2 separate regions of the Aedes aegypti genome follow, and region 1 is linked to region 2. Evidence: chromatin contacts called from public Hi-C data. All regions are on one chromosome and are shown on one strand. Each heading gives the region's core, a stretch centred on a gene start, on an enhancer-like site or on the middle of the called end of the contact. The rest is flanking DNA. Distances are from core to core; before and after follow the strand shown.

Region 1 (6,413 bases), core at 1,765-4,264, 36 kb before region 2:
TTGTAATTTTTTGATATAATATACAATTTTATTTTGTCTGTTGAATGCCGTCAAAAGATATTTTTTATGTTTGCCCCAATCAAAAATATTCACAATCAAAGTAGGCATGTTTTTGAGAGAAAAACAACAATAACTCCCAAACGGAAAGAGATAACGAGTTTCTTCACTCACCAAACTACGCATTTTTCAAAGTTCTAAAAGTGTTTCATAGACTACTTTGATGAGAAATTTGAATTGAAAACTCTAGAGCCAGAAAACCAATTTTGTTCGGACCACCCTATGTCACCGTAGTAAAATAGCTCTAAATCGGTCAATTTAAGAGAAATAAAAAAAACTTTTTTTGGCAAAGTTGCTTGAAATTGAATGGTCTACAACTTTGCTGAAGCATGTATAGTATAATTTCTACAAATAAGAAAGTTAGTTACACAATTTCTATGAAAATGTGGTCCACCCTAATTTTCAATAACACCAAACAAAGGACCTAACTAATACAAACAACTTTGTAGAAAACCGTTTTTGTCTAATGTTTCATTCTAAAGCTCAAAATTCATCTTTCCGCGTAAAACTGATTCCTGGGCCACTGTGCACTGTGCACTGGCAGCAGTATAGGTATCTTTGATGATTGGTAGATTAATATCTGTGGGAAATTCCTGGAGCAACTTCATAAACGAATTGATTGAGATTTGTTCGAGGAATTTCTGTAGGAATTCCCGGAAAATCTTTTGCATAAAGGAGTCGGCTAAAAGTTTCCTGAAAGATTTCTCAAAACATTTTCCAGAGGAATTTCTGGATTCTTGAGCAACTTAGGAGTGAATCCGAGAGATATTTTGGAAGACATTCCTGTGAAAATAACTTGAACAAATGCAGAATATTTACATAGGACTTTTTGCAGGAATTCTCGTAGGATTGCTTGGAGATTTTCCTGGAAGAATTCCTGTTGATATCGACTGTAGAAATCGCAGAAAGAATCTTTTTAGAAAATCCTTGGGCTCTTAGTAATTCTCACATTCATTCCCAAAAGTAGAACAAAAATCAATATTAACATCGCACTGCTGAAGGATTTCCACTGAGCTGAGCATTCCTTGAGAAATCACTAGAGGAATTTGTGTACGAATCACCAGAAAACGTGTTGGAGGATTTCCAGAAGGATCCGGAGGAATCTTGGAGATCCTATTCATGGAATCTGTGGAAGGGTCGCGTATGAAGTTTTGAATCCTCAAGAATTTACACCAGGAATCTTCCAAAAACTCACTCAAAATTTGTAGTAGAAATTCAAATTTGGTTACTCTAGATATTTTGCCGTTATCCATGAAATTTTCAAAGATCCCACGCAACAATTTTAGTAGGAATTTCTACAGTAGTCTCGGAAGGTTTTCTTGACGCAAAGCCTGAGGGATCTTTTGAAAATGATTATGAAAAAAAAAAAACTTTGCTGATAGTCTAAGAGAATTCTTCGAACAATATCTGGAGGTATGATCTATCGATTCAGCAGCCTTATTCCAATTGAGAGAACCAAACCAAAACTTGTTCGGCTGAGCAGTCAGTTGTATTGTCTGTAGCCGCGGACGCTACTACAAGACTAAGAAATACCCTATTGCTTTAGATCACCTAAAAGAATTACTAACAAGCAATTCTGGGGCTATCTTGTCGACTCAAGGAGGCCTACTTTTGCCAAAAAAGAAAACAAATGGATTTAAATGTTTTGTCTTAAGTTGAACAAGCTATAACGCTTGTGAACTATCAATCATATCGCCACCTTGGCAGTCAACGTTCTGTTCCACTAATGCTTGGTCGTACCGATTTCATAGAGACGTCGTTTGTTGATGGCTAACCGAAATACTCCTATTGATGACGCCCACTCAAGTGCAGCAAATTTCTAATACGGATGACGGCTTTTTTGCTAGACGTTAGCGCGCATATGTTTGCCGTTTAGAGTGCAACGGAGCAAAGCAATTATCGGTGCGGTCCTGGCGTCGCTAGGTCTTTCCCACTCCTGCTTCTCACACAACGAGAAACTTCGGTTCTCTATTGTTTGGCAGAGGAGAGCTGCTGGCGCGGTTCCTGTTTCTTCAATGGAGCGGAAAATTAAGTGCAGAAAACGTGGAAGGCGCAGTCTGCGATAGCGGTGTCTGTGCCCAAAACTCTCGTTGGCAAATGCTAGGAATTCAAGGTATTCAACCCCATCTAAGCAGAACGTATGTGCCGTCAAAATGACGTTTTCAATGGAACAAGTAATTCCAGTTCGCGATTGTTTCTGGTTGATGAACCGAGACATATAGGAACGGGGTATTGTAATGCGAATGCAAACAACAGGTGCATCCGTTGCGTCGTCTACATACTAGTATAACATCCATCATCATCGTCAGCTGGATCAGATAACCTTGACGGCGACCTTGAACTCGCTTCCTGCACCGCCACGACCGCTCCATTAATTGAAGACTTCGTCGTCGTCGTCGGCCTGCACTTTTATTGTGCGAACAGATTGCAGATGAAATTGCTATGATAGGAAGGTGTGCGGGTATCATCAACTGGAAGCGCCAAGCCACTGAACCGTACGTACTGCTGCTGCTTGCCTGCCGTTGAACTGGTTTGTCGGGGGGTTCAAGTTGCGAATCAAGTTTTTGCTTAAGCGCATCATCATCATCATCGGCACTGACCGCTTACACTCTCGGGACGGTTCGATTTTATTGCCTTCGATGCCGATGGACGATGTGTGGGGAGCGGAAGAAACCGGTGTAGAGGTACAGATCTATTCCACTAGGTGGGTACCGCTTTGTTTCGTCACCTTCCTCTCTATGATGGAGAGAGATTGCAGGCTGGAGACTTGACGAACAACGGTTCGGTTTGAATGGCCCACTCAAATTACTTGGGAACCCGATACCGCCCGCTCCCAGCCTGGGTGTGTTTGTGTGACGTTTTCGAGTGATTTTTTGTTGTCAGGTGTGTAGTGGTATCGAGTTGACGTATTGCCGGGAGTTCGAATCTACACATACTAATTAAACGGGGGTACGTACTAACACAGCGATTGGAGTCTGGCTGACATGCGATGGAGCTTTCCGAGTGGGTGGTGGTAACGGAGAATGAGAATACCTTACGCGAAGGACAGTCTTCTTGGGAAGGTTTGACTAACTTTTTTGAGGATTAACGTATCCCGTCAGACAAAGTTTGTGTGATGTAAATTAAAATCACATTAATTCGAGGGGCCGTTCCGAGATCAATGAATTAATTTTATTGTTTGTAAGCGATGATGGCAACACGGTTGTCTTTGCAGATTTAGCAGCGCTTCTGCGGAGGCGATATAGCGGCAGCCGGTAAAACTCACCAATACAGCAGTCGGTTATATTACGACGCTTCAGAACAGTTTTTCGCGCTCACGACAGACACCAAGAAAGGACGGAACTAGCGATAGCCAGGCAAGGCAATGCCATTGCTGCGTCGCATGTTCGATAAGGGGAGCACAATACCAATACATCCTCAACAGTTCCTGAACGTTGACGTAGAAAAACGTGAAACGAGATTTTATGCAAATTGCCAACATTTTTAGGATTCAGAATTCCAAAAGTTTCCGCTAGTTGCACAGTGCGAAGCGGTGGTTAAAGCTTCCGTAGTTAGCTCGAATCGACTTTCTTGAGAACCAGAAAGTTCGTTGACTGACCGATGGTGAGGCAGTATGTAATGAATGAGTTCATCATTCCACAAGAACGTGCAGATGACAGCATCGCTGTCTCCAATTGCCCGTATTGGGATGTTCATCTTCAAATCATTACATAATCGCGGCAACAACTTAGCGGATGACTGAGTGCGCTGCTGTAATCACACATCGCCAGACGAGCCAAGGATGATGAATGGGCGATGAGTAGTCGACAGTGGGTGGACCCCTCGTCAGGCTTGACCTCTTCAATCATGTGACTAAGCAGCGAACGAACGACTAAAGTAAAATGCGAGTGCAAATCTCGTCCGATCATAAGAACGCGCACTCTGGCGTAGGCTTACAAAAAGCCATAAAAATTCCAGAGCAGATTGTCACGCTCCAAAGGGCCTCACTGACCTTCCCCGCCTCCATCCGTCGCGGTAAGCTTTCAACAAAGCTCCGCATCATGGGGATTGCGCTCAATGAGATCATGTGTATCACACCGCAGGCAAGGCGCACAGCAGCGTATTATCGAGACCACGCGTGTTCGGTTTGTGATTTTTTCTCACAAATATTTACACTTACGTTAGCCGATGCAAATAGATTAGGGGCGCAGAGAATGCCGCTTTTTTGTCAATTTTCAATTGCGAAACGTTGTATAATGCTCTCGGAGCCGGATCGGGCGCGCTTCTGCCTACATTCAGCGGATGATCCGCGGCTTAATGCGGTGAACTCGAGTAAACGTAGGAATAGACATGGAGGATAAGAAATACATGAATGATTCAACGCTTTCCAGGAACTCGACGATTTTTTGCTATTACAGCGGTGCAAAGCTGAGTGATGCTTTTCTGTTCTCATCTTGTTATGCATCTCAGTTTATCTACACTGGGATAGAACATGTTCTACATTTCAACTAGGAACCCACAATTGGCACGTCTGCTTGTCTGTGCTGAGATTATTCTGTACGTAGGAGACGTCTCCATTCGGACTTGGTCCATGTTTGCCCGCTGCCATAGATTCAGCAAAGGGTCTTTATCATGCTAGGCTACGCACTACGTGCCCCTTGTGTCGATCAGATTGTTTTTGAGAACCATTTTCAACGGGTTGTTTTCCAACATTCTGTTGACATTCTTCGACTACTTCGAATTCATGAGGGCTTGGCATGTTTTCTCTTAAATCCTTGGCTATCATGTCTTAGACACCTCAGCCCTCAATCGGATGAACGTTTTCGTAGCTGAATGGATTTCCTGAAGATCATGCCACTCGTTTCTATCTTCTTATCACACTTTCTAAAGCAATGTCGAACAAACAAAGCTTGTCGTACCTCGTTACGAAATTCGCTCGTCCATGATGTATTCTTCTCATAGGGGTGATCGGGGCAATATGGGCCGCCTAAAAAAAACGTCATGGAATGCATAGAAAAACAGCAAAAAATATGGTTTAAATGCAAATGACTTGTACTATAAAATGTTATCTCCCATGTTACGTCGATAAATAATGTTAACATCAACTTGCAAATTATTTCAGGAACTTTTTGGAAAACCATGTTTTTCTACGTCGTCACCAACTATATGGGGCATTATGAGCCACCCTACGGGACAGTATGAGTCACCTCATTCAATCGAATGACTTTTATTTAAAACAGTATAGAGAAGAGTTAGTGGTGAAGAGTACATTATTGGAAAGGAAATTGTATTAGCTTTACTTGAAATTATTGATTCTAGCGGCTTATTTTTTAAAGATACATAATACATAGTAAACAGACCATGTTGTACTAGTACTAAATTGCGCTACTTGGTTCAACGTATTTTCTAGCAAAGTGTTCCACTTGTAATGGTGCATAAAGATGACTATTAGACAGGCAATTAAACAAAAAAGTTGTAAAACTTAACGGGGCACCCCCTAGATATGAGCCTTAGGGTAAGGAAAATGCTCTCTCAAAATTTCAACTCAATTGGTTGCTCCACCAGCTGGCGCAATCGATATGAAGTTTGTATGGGATATTCGTTTCAAATATATTGAAAATTAATCCTATGTCACTGTTTCGTTCCGTATACTAATTGTTCGCGTCCAAATAAGCCCAGAATGACAAATACACTAGTTGATACCCTAATGAACATAATTGCAGAAGATTGTATCTGGATTTAATCTCATTTTCATTACTTTTTCAGTTGTTGAAAGTTAGGCTTAGATCAGCACTCCCGTACAGTCATTTATATGCATGCGACATGTGCCTCAGCTCGCCCAGCGTCATAGTTGGCTATGATGCGCTTAATGGTTACCTCCAAGCTAATGTTGAAGAAATACAAGCAGTATTGCATGATATACTTCAGATGGTTAAAACACCAACTTTATTAATTTTGATCATGGTACAATCTTCTACAATATTCTTCGCTATTGTATCAAGTAGTGTTCTTGACATTCTGGGTCCAATTGAACGCGATCATCAATTTTCCTGAACCAAACAGTAGATGATGTGCTGTTGCTCATATGTTTGAGCTGAAAATCCCATCTTGACTTCAATTTAAATGCGCCAGCTCATGGAACGACCAAATGAGCTGAATTTTTCAGAAAGGCTTCCTCTAACCCCAAGAAATAATCCTATGGGGTGCCCCGTGGAATCATATCATACAACTTTATTTTTCTCTCACACTGAGCTGGGCCAGTCTAATGACTATGCAGTAAAAAAATAATCTGGTATATTTAGGGAATGCATTTTTATGTTCAAAACATCGTTTGTTTTGCTTAAATCTAGGTGGCTCATTTTGCCTCGCCCCTTCAT
Region 2 (7,106 bases), core at 3,830-6,329:
AGACAGAAAAGTAGTGTAGACGTGATTTCAAAAAGAAAAAGATACCGTGAACAGTGGTGTACATCAGTTGTAACATAAAGCTGACTTTCACCGCTTTATCAAAAACTATGCGAACAATACCTATTTCTGAACGCGTTTAATGTACAGAAATTGTGTCATAATTCAATACTGTTCCTTCAAAAGGGCTTATCGGACTTCATCGAACTTCTCTTTCGCTGATAACTTTGCAAAATAAAAACGTCCGCAATGTTTCTAGCATACGATCCACAAAACTAAAAAATGTCCATGTTGCTAACCCATATTAGCCTTCTGAAATCGGCTTCTGTAGATTCTTCAATGCTTCATGAGGGAAAGTTATTGAAATTCGTTAATGTATTTGCCTGAGTGTAGAACTGTTCCTGAGCTTTTCATTGACACACTTCATTTCGGTTACAGTAGCTAATTTTTGTTGTATTTTCTAATTTTTATTGTATTTTTTTACTTTTGGTAGATCTACACTTCATCAATGCGTAGATTTTTTTCTGTATGGATTGTGATTTAGAGTCCCGCCAGTGCAGGAGTTTGCCATGTCTTACGGATATTAAGGATTGTCCAGCTATGATACGTACCTACCCCTTGGAGAAATCTGAGAAGACATTTCTAAAGAATCTGTGCAATAGTTGTGTGAGTGTTTCTTGAAGTTTTTTTTTTTCCTGGAGATTTAGCATCATAGCATCATTACAGACAGAAGAATGAAAAAGTGACACTAGAGACCTTCCATTGAAAATACATACATGCTAGACTTGCTTTGAAATACCGTGCAACCCCGCTAATTTGAACGGTACCTTATGCAAACCATCATGGTTCGTTTTTAATTTGAACATCTAATCACCCTAGCAACGTGGTTCTGGTTACCTCTTTCACTGTTTTGTTTTGATTCTGCGCTCCGTTCCATAGCTTTCCATTTCACTTTACTCTGTTCCATGAGCTAAATGACGTTTGAACCCTTTTTTAATCTGAACGATGTGCAAATTAGCGGGGTACAAATCAAAGTGTTCAGCCAAGTACGGACCTGAAACGTAAATCACTCAAGTAAAATTTCTCCTTTTTACCAAAGTAATTTTGACAGCTGATTCAGTTTGAGCGAAATGTCACTTTTACTTGCGGAATAATTGAGCGCCACATTTTTCCGTTCGGAAAAGTGACAGCTCCCTTTGATTTGTATGGCAGGCGTTACCGACGTTATGAAATCAGCTCTACTTCTCAGCTGCGTACAGCTAAAGTAATTTCGGTAGCGGAATCATTCCTTGACCGTTTCTTGTCCTATCCTTTTGCACAGTACTTATGATCAGCGTACCGGCCATTCAGATTAAATGTGGTCAAACCAACGGGGGTACCTGGTAGGCCTTTTCTTGTGACAGATTCGTGTTTGCATTTGTTTGCTTCGAGATCAGCTTATTTGAAACGTCATGTAAAAAGGCCTATAGAAACTAGTGATCCTTTATAAGAGATTCGCGGAAGCTGACGAATGAGCAAGAAAGAGTCATTGGCATCCCACCATGCTAAGGCCAATGATAGCGAAATGTTTCGTTTTTTTTATGGAGCGATCCGACAAACCGTAATTAGTTTTAAACAGAGGGGCAGTGAAAAATTTGGAAAGAAGCGGACATTAAAGATAAGCTTTATGATTATGTTGGCAGTGTTTACATAATTTCTGGGTGTTGGGAGATACTATCGAATGGTATAAAAATCAGATTCGTTTACAATTTGATCATTGGCGCTTTAAAATTGTTACGCGAGATTTGTGAGAGATATTGCCTACACGCAGCGAACTGGACTATCGAAATTCATACTTTTTGCCTTATGAAAGATGGAACGATTATCGCAATACGAACGCTTTATGTATCGTTTTAGCATCATTCCACTCCAAGGCGTCGATAGGCGCGGGGTGTACGTACGAGTCTATCGATCGCAAGGTCCTTGATTCGATTCCAGGTTGCCGCGAAAACTATTTTTGTTTTCAAATTTCGGTTTCATAAGGCAAATTTATGAATTTCCACCCGATTCCTTGTGGCGAATTTTCATAAGGGGTTCCTATGTTTATCGATAGTCCATTTGCCTGAGTGTAAAACCAAATACAGATGATGTTCCACATTGATTCGCCCGTCAGCTGTGCGAATCCGAATCTCTTGATTTCCAACATGTTTAAAGATTCAGAAACAGTATGAAGTATCTACTGATATGAATTTTATGATTTGATTCTGCACATAGGTCTTTCTACTATAAGCGTATGTAGCGATTATGATAGTTTAGTCGCTTTGCAAACGTAGGGTTTGTATACAGTGGGGTGTAAACACTGAGTAAAGAGCGCACAGGACATAATTCTGGAAAACTTATTCAAAAAGCCGTAAGTCAGAAGAGTGAATAAAATTAGTTTGTCAATCCTACGTGAAACAGGGTCTTATAATATTTAATGAAATCTTGTTTTTATTTAATAACACGAAAGACCATGCTACTGCAACTACTTAAGCATTTTTTCCGGCTCAAATAACGGCTATATAAAATTTAAACTTTTATTTAAAAATTGAGTTCATAAATGAACCTTGACACTTTTGATCATGTTTGACGTTCGCTTAGTCGACAAAAACACCACAGGGGTTTGAGTTTTAACACTGGGGTTGTTCCTATCTGACATTTCCAGGCCCTAGACACCCATATATCGATACACAGTGCTCTTCGTAGCCAGGATGTCCCGGGCAATAATTGAATATCGCCCACTGTCAGTTGTGACAACTGTGAAAATAAAGACCATTGCTTTGTTTAATTGTTTGTTATGGTTTGGTTATCAATCTTTGCTATCGTTGAATCAGCTAATATAATGTGCCGAATAGTTGAAGCACATTCAATATTTCAATGGTTTTGGAAATAGAGCAAACATTTATAGGCATCTTGCATGCCTCCAAGCCAATCAGTTATTTTATTGCGACGCTTGTTCGATTACGGACGGATCATAAACATTAAACAAAACTTCGCATTATGATTGCACTCTCGATTCAATTTACCCGAAAATGGGGTAAACACATCGAGACGTTGACTACGCTAGAAGTCGTCCCTTGCCATGGGCCTGGACATTTCGGCAGACACGGAAAACAAAATACACCCAAAATTTGTGCTTTTGGCCTAAACTGAAGCGGTTGGCACTAAAATTGGGACAGGGTTTAAGACCCTACTATACAAGTTCCACTCTAAACAAACTTGATTTTTCACTTTTAGAACGTTTAATTTTCTGATTTACAAAACGACGTAATTCAGATTTTCAACTTTCGCAACCTATCCGCTACTTTCACCGCTCCGTTGTATGGAGAGATAAAGTGACTTAACCACGAATCAAAACAAAACACTACTTGAGTCGATTTTACACTGGTAGAAAAACGTCGCAAGTAACTGAATAAAACGGCTTATTATTTTGTCATAAAACTCTCGTGTGAAATAATAGGAACTCCATAGTTTTTGAACGCGAATATTACAAAGGTGATTCATTTTAAAACAGTTTTAGAAGACAGGTTGTTATTCTTCTGAATTAATTTTCTCAAAACCGTATGAAAGTTACTTACGTCGATTTGAAAAAGTAACCGAGATTTGTTTATTTTTGTACAGACGTCAGATTGAAAAATAATGCAGGGTTTTCAAGATTTACTTAAATTTGAATATTTGGGCTCAACTACGGAATTGCGTTGAAACAACCCAACATTCAGTTGAATCCCATCTCCATAGACATTCTATTCCCCCCGAACACCTGTTTCTAATTGAAATCTCGAAAATAAACGACTCCCGCAAATTCCAAATTTTTGGCAGCCCTGCACATCAAACGCACACGACTTCCAGCCAACCACACCAACACACCCCCACATAAAATCGTACCGCTTTCACCAACACACCCATGCATCCAATGATTCGTCTGTATTGGTGCAAGACTTCAGCTTTTTTTCTCACTTCCAGCCAAACCACTACTTCCAAGAACCGTCAACTTTTTTCCGCCTGCCATCATCCCAAAAAAAAATTGCCGATCCGGATCCGGACAACCCTAGAATCCACAAAAGCTGATCCACATTGGCAGTGAACCTGTCCGGATTAGCCCTCCCACATCTATCACCTAGGCTACATTCCGCAGTTTCGATCGGGAATCACTTCCAAGACTCGGGAAGGGAAAAATGGAAATGATGACCGCAAAGAAAAAGAAGAAAGCTCCACTCTCCTCATGGATTTTTGACTGACATCACGCACGGATGTGGAAAATAAAATCGGAATTGGGGAAGAAAAAATAGGTTCCACTTACCGTCGTATCGCTCGGCCTGTTCGGCCAGCTTGGCCTTGTAGATGTTGTTCTCGCGTTCCGACATATTGGATGAAGAATCTGTTTCGGAAATCTCCGGTCGCTAAGGGAAAAAAATCGAAATCCGCTCTAGGACTACTTTTGACACGAAACGCCACTCGCGGCAACACTCACTCAATTCCGATTCACTTTTCACCGTGCAAAGGGGGAGAAATGAAAGAAAAAACGGCCGACTAATCCACACCAAAATCAGGTCGGACACGATTTTCGGGACAAGGCTTCCGGCTTTTCCTTTATGCTGCCCGTTCGAAACTATACTCTTTCTTCTGCACTTCGCAACCAGCGAATATTGGGTTTCTTCTTTTCTCCGCGTTCAGCGCAAAATTGCCAACTTTCTCTCTCTCTCTCACACGGATTTCTCCGCTCTTCTTTTCCCTTTCTCTCGCTCTCTCGGGTGGAAACGCCGAAAAAACCGAACGCGGCGCGGCGGAGGTAGAAAACTGAAAAACGGAACTTCTAACTCGCGAGGCGCACCCCTGGAACACTTTCCGGGGAGGGATCAAAGATCAATCTTCTAGTTCGCCAAAAAAGGACACTCGGCGCTAATTCCGAGACAAACGGGAAACAGGCTTCTTTACAAGCAGTATGGAACTCTGCTGCACTGCAAAAAAAGGAACTCTGGATGGAGACACTTCCTGCTGCTTGCTGCTGGGCGAGAATAACAACCGCTTGGTGCAAGGAGAAAAACCACTCTGAACGAAGCGAGATTAATCAATATGGCCGCGCCGCGCCCGACCGTGTTCTCTTTTTACCGGTACTGGAATGTGAGTGAACCGGTTCAAGGGCACTCAATTCCAGTGACGACACCGCAGCGTCAAACGTTGTTGCCAAACATTTGAGTTTTCGAAAGTTTTCATCACGGAGACGGAATGCAAATCAATTTTTACTTATTATGTATCCGGTAGAAATCAAGACCAACATTTATTTATAACTAGTGGTCCCGGCAAACTTCGTCTTGCCATCAAGTAGGCTGCTGAGAAACGTCATGGAACGCCCCATACAAAACTGGCAGCTCCATTCACTCCCGATTTTGCTAACTTTCCCGATGTACACCCTGAGTTTTTATACACACAAACACGTCGGAACACTTCAGCATCATATCTCAATGAAAAATTTCAAAATCCGATGGTCCGTTCTCAAGCCATTTCGTGACATACAAACACCATTCCATTTTTATTTAGATAGATAGATTATTGTTTTCTCGGGCCCCGTGCGTCGCAGCTAATATGTGAATAGTGCGCTGTGTTCATAAAAATCGTAAAGGCCCAAACGCAATGATAGCGGAACGGCAACGGAAAGCGGAACCGGTTCGCCAGCATGAATCACACCACCTCGACTGAGCTGTCAACGAATGACAGTGAACCAACACCAAGTCGACTAGCATGTTGTAGTTCATGCTGGCGAACCGGTTCCGCTTTCCGTTGCCGTTCCGCTATCATTGCGTTTGGGCCTTAAGAATGCAGCGCCGCACTAAAAAACTGATTTCAAAATGCGGCGAGTTGAGGCGCGTCGCGAGTCTCACTGGCGCGATCCGGCTTGGTGGCAGTGCGACAATATTTCCTAGGTCCCCACCGTCCCCACAAGATACCCGCATAAACGAGAACTTAAGGGCTCATTCATAAATTTCATAAAGCTAAAGGGGGCGGGTGGGTATCCTCGTGATGTTACGGCTCATACAAAGTTTGTAAACTAGTCATACTAAAATCGTTACAAGGCGGTGGGTGGGTGTCGAAAATGGTAACTTTTGGCGTTATGAAATTTGTGAATAAAGGGCCCATTCACAAATTTCATAACGCTGAAGGGAGTGGGTGGATGCCTTACAAGTGTTACAGCTCATACACAATTTGTAAATTATTCATATTGCGGCGCTTATATTAAATCCACATCCAGCGGCGGCGGTAAAGCGCAGAAGATATGCGCGCAATTCAAACGCAACGTCAAAATTCAAGTAGGCTTGGATTTTTTCGTCCTTCAAGGACTCAAATGTTTCAAATTTGCTAAATCTGAAACATTTGGTGATTTCCATTATCACCGCGACGGTATATCGACATTTTCAGATAATCGCATTACGTGGATTTATCTTGCAGAGCACAATACAAAAACGGTGTACATTCCTTTTATAACCGTAATGGTATTATGAACCATAAAAGAAAATTACCGGGATAAAGTTTTGACCGTAGTTTTCAGACACTCGACCATACGAGAAACGGGTTGATAAGAATGTTTACCGTTTCAAATTCGTCATTCTCTTATAGTATTTTTTTCTTGCTGAGCTTATTAAGAATGTACCTATTACGGTTGTTCTGCCACGCCAGCATAAGACTTGTGCCTATAATATATGGTTGCCAAATATTTTAACCGTAATGGGTAAGGGGGGCGTTTGGGGTGATCGGTATGTTTTTTTTTAATCGATATTTCGTATCCACTTAATTTATTTCGCTGAAACCGGCGAACATAATTGCCAAGAACTCAACAGCTGAGATTTCGGTAAAAATCTCGTTAAAAGATTAAAGTGCCGATCGTGCTGAAAAATTTATAAATCAAGCCAACTGTCAAAATTCAACGAAGAGATCTGTAATCTATTGCCGAAAATCTCGGTACACCTTTAAGGATTATTGTTTTTGCATTGGATAAATAAAAGCATAAATACATACCACAGACAAACAGACATCACACTCTCATCATTGTCCATCGACCAACTTTTTAACGGTCGATTAAAAAATATGGTAGGTGG

Evidence for each region. A called contact is a pair of places that touch in the nucleus more often than the background predicts.
Region 1: a contact with region 2 is called in a Hi-C map of whole pupa, with 4 times the contacts expected there. The contact joins the enhancer-like site here to the promoter of LOC5574404 in region 2. A contact is called at or near these places in 2 of 2 Hi-C or Micro-C datasets (whole body and whole pupa).

What each region holds. Positions count from the first base shown.
Region 1 is chr3:37,948,247-37,954,659 of AaegL5.0, reverse strand. All of the region lies in intron 2 of LOC5574404 (14-3-3 protein epsilon), which reads right to left. Among protein-coding and RNA genes, the nearest start is that of LOC5574404, 36 kb to the right of the region's middle. Within about 2 kb of position 3,014, at least 3 of the 3 cell types and tissues checked have open chromatin away from gene starts, as enhancers often do.
Region 2 is chr3:37,913,806-37,920,911 of AaegL5.0, reverse strand. It overlaps LOC5574404 (14-3-3 protein epsilon), which reads right to left and starts at 5,079. Exons shown (of 6, transcript XM_001655061.2): 1 at 4,487-5,079; 2 at 4,316-4,415. The coding sequence starts at 4,379.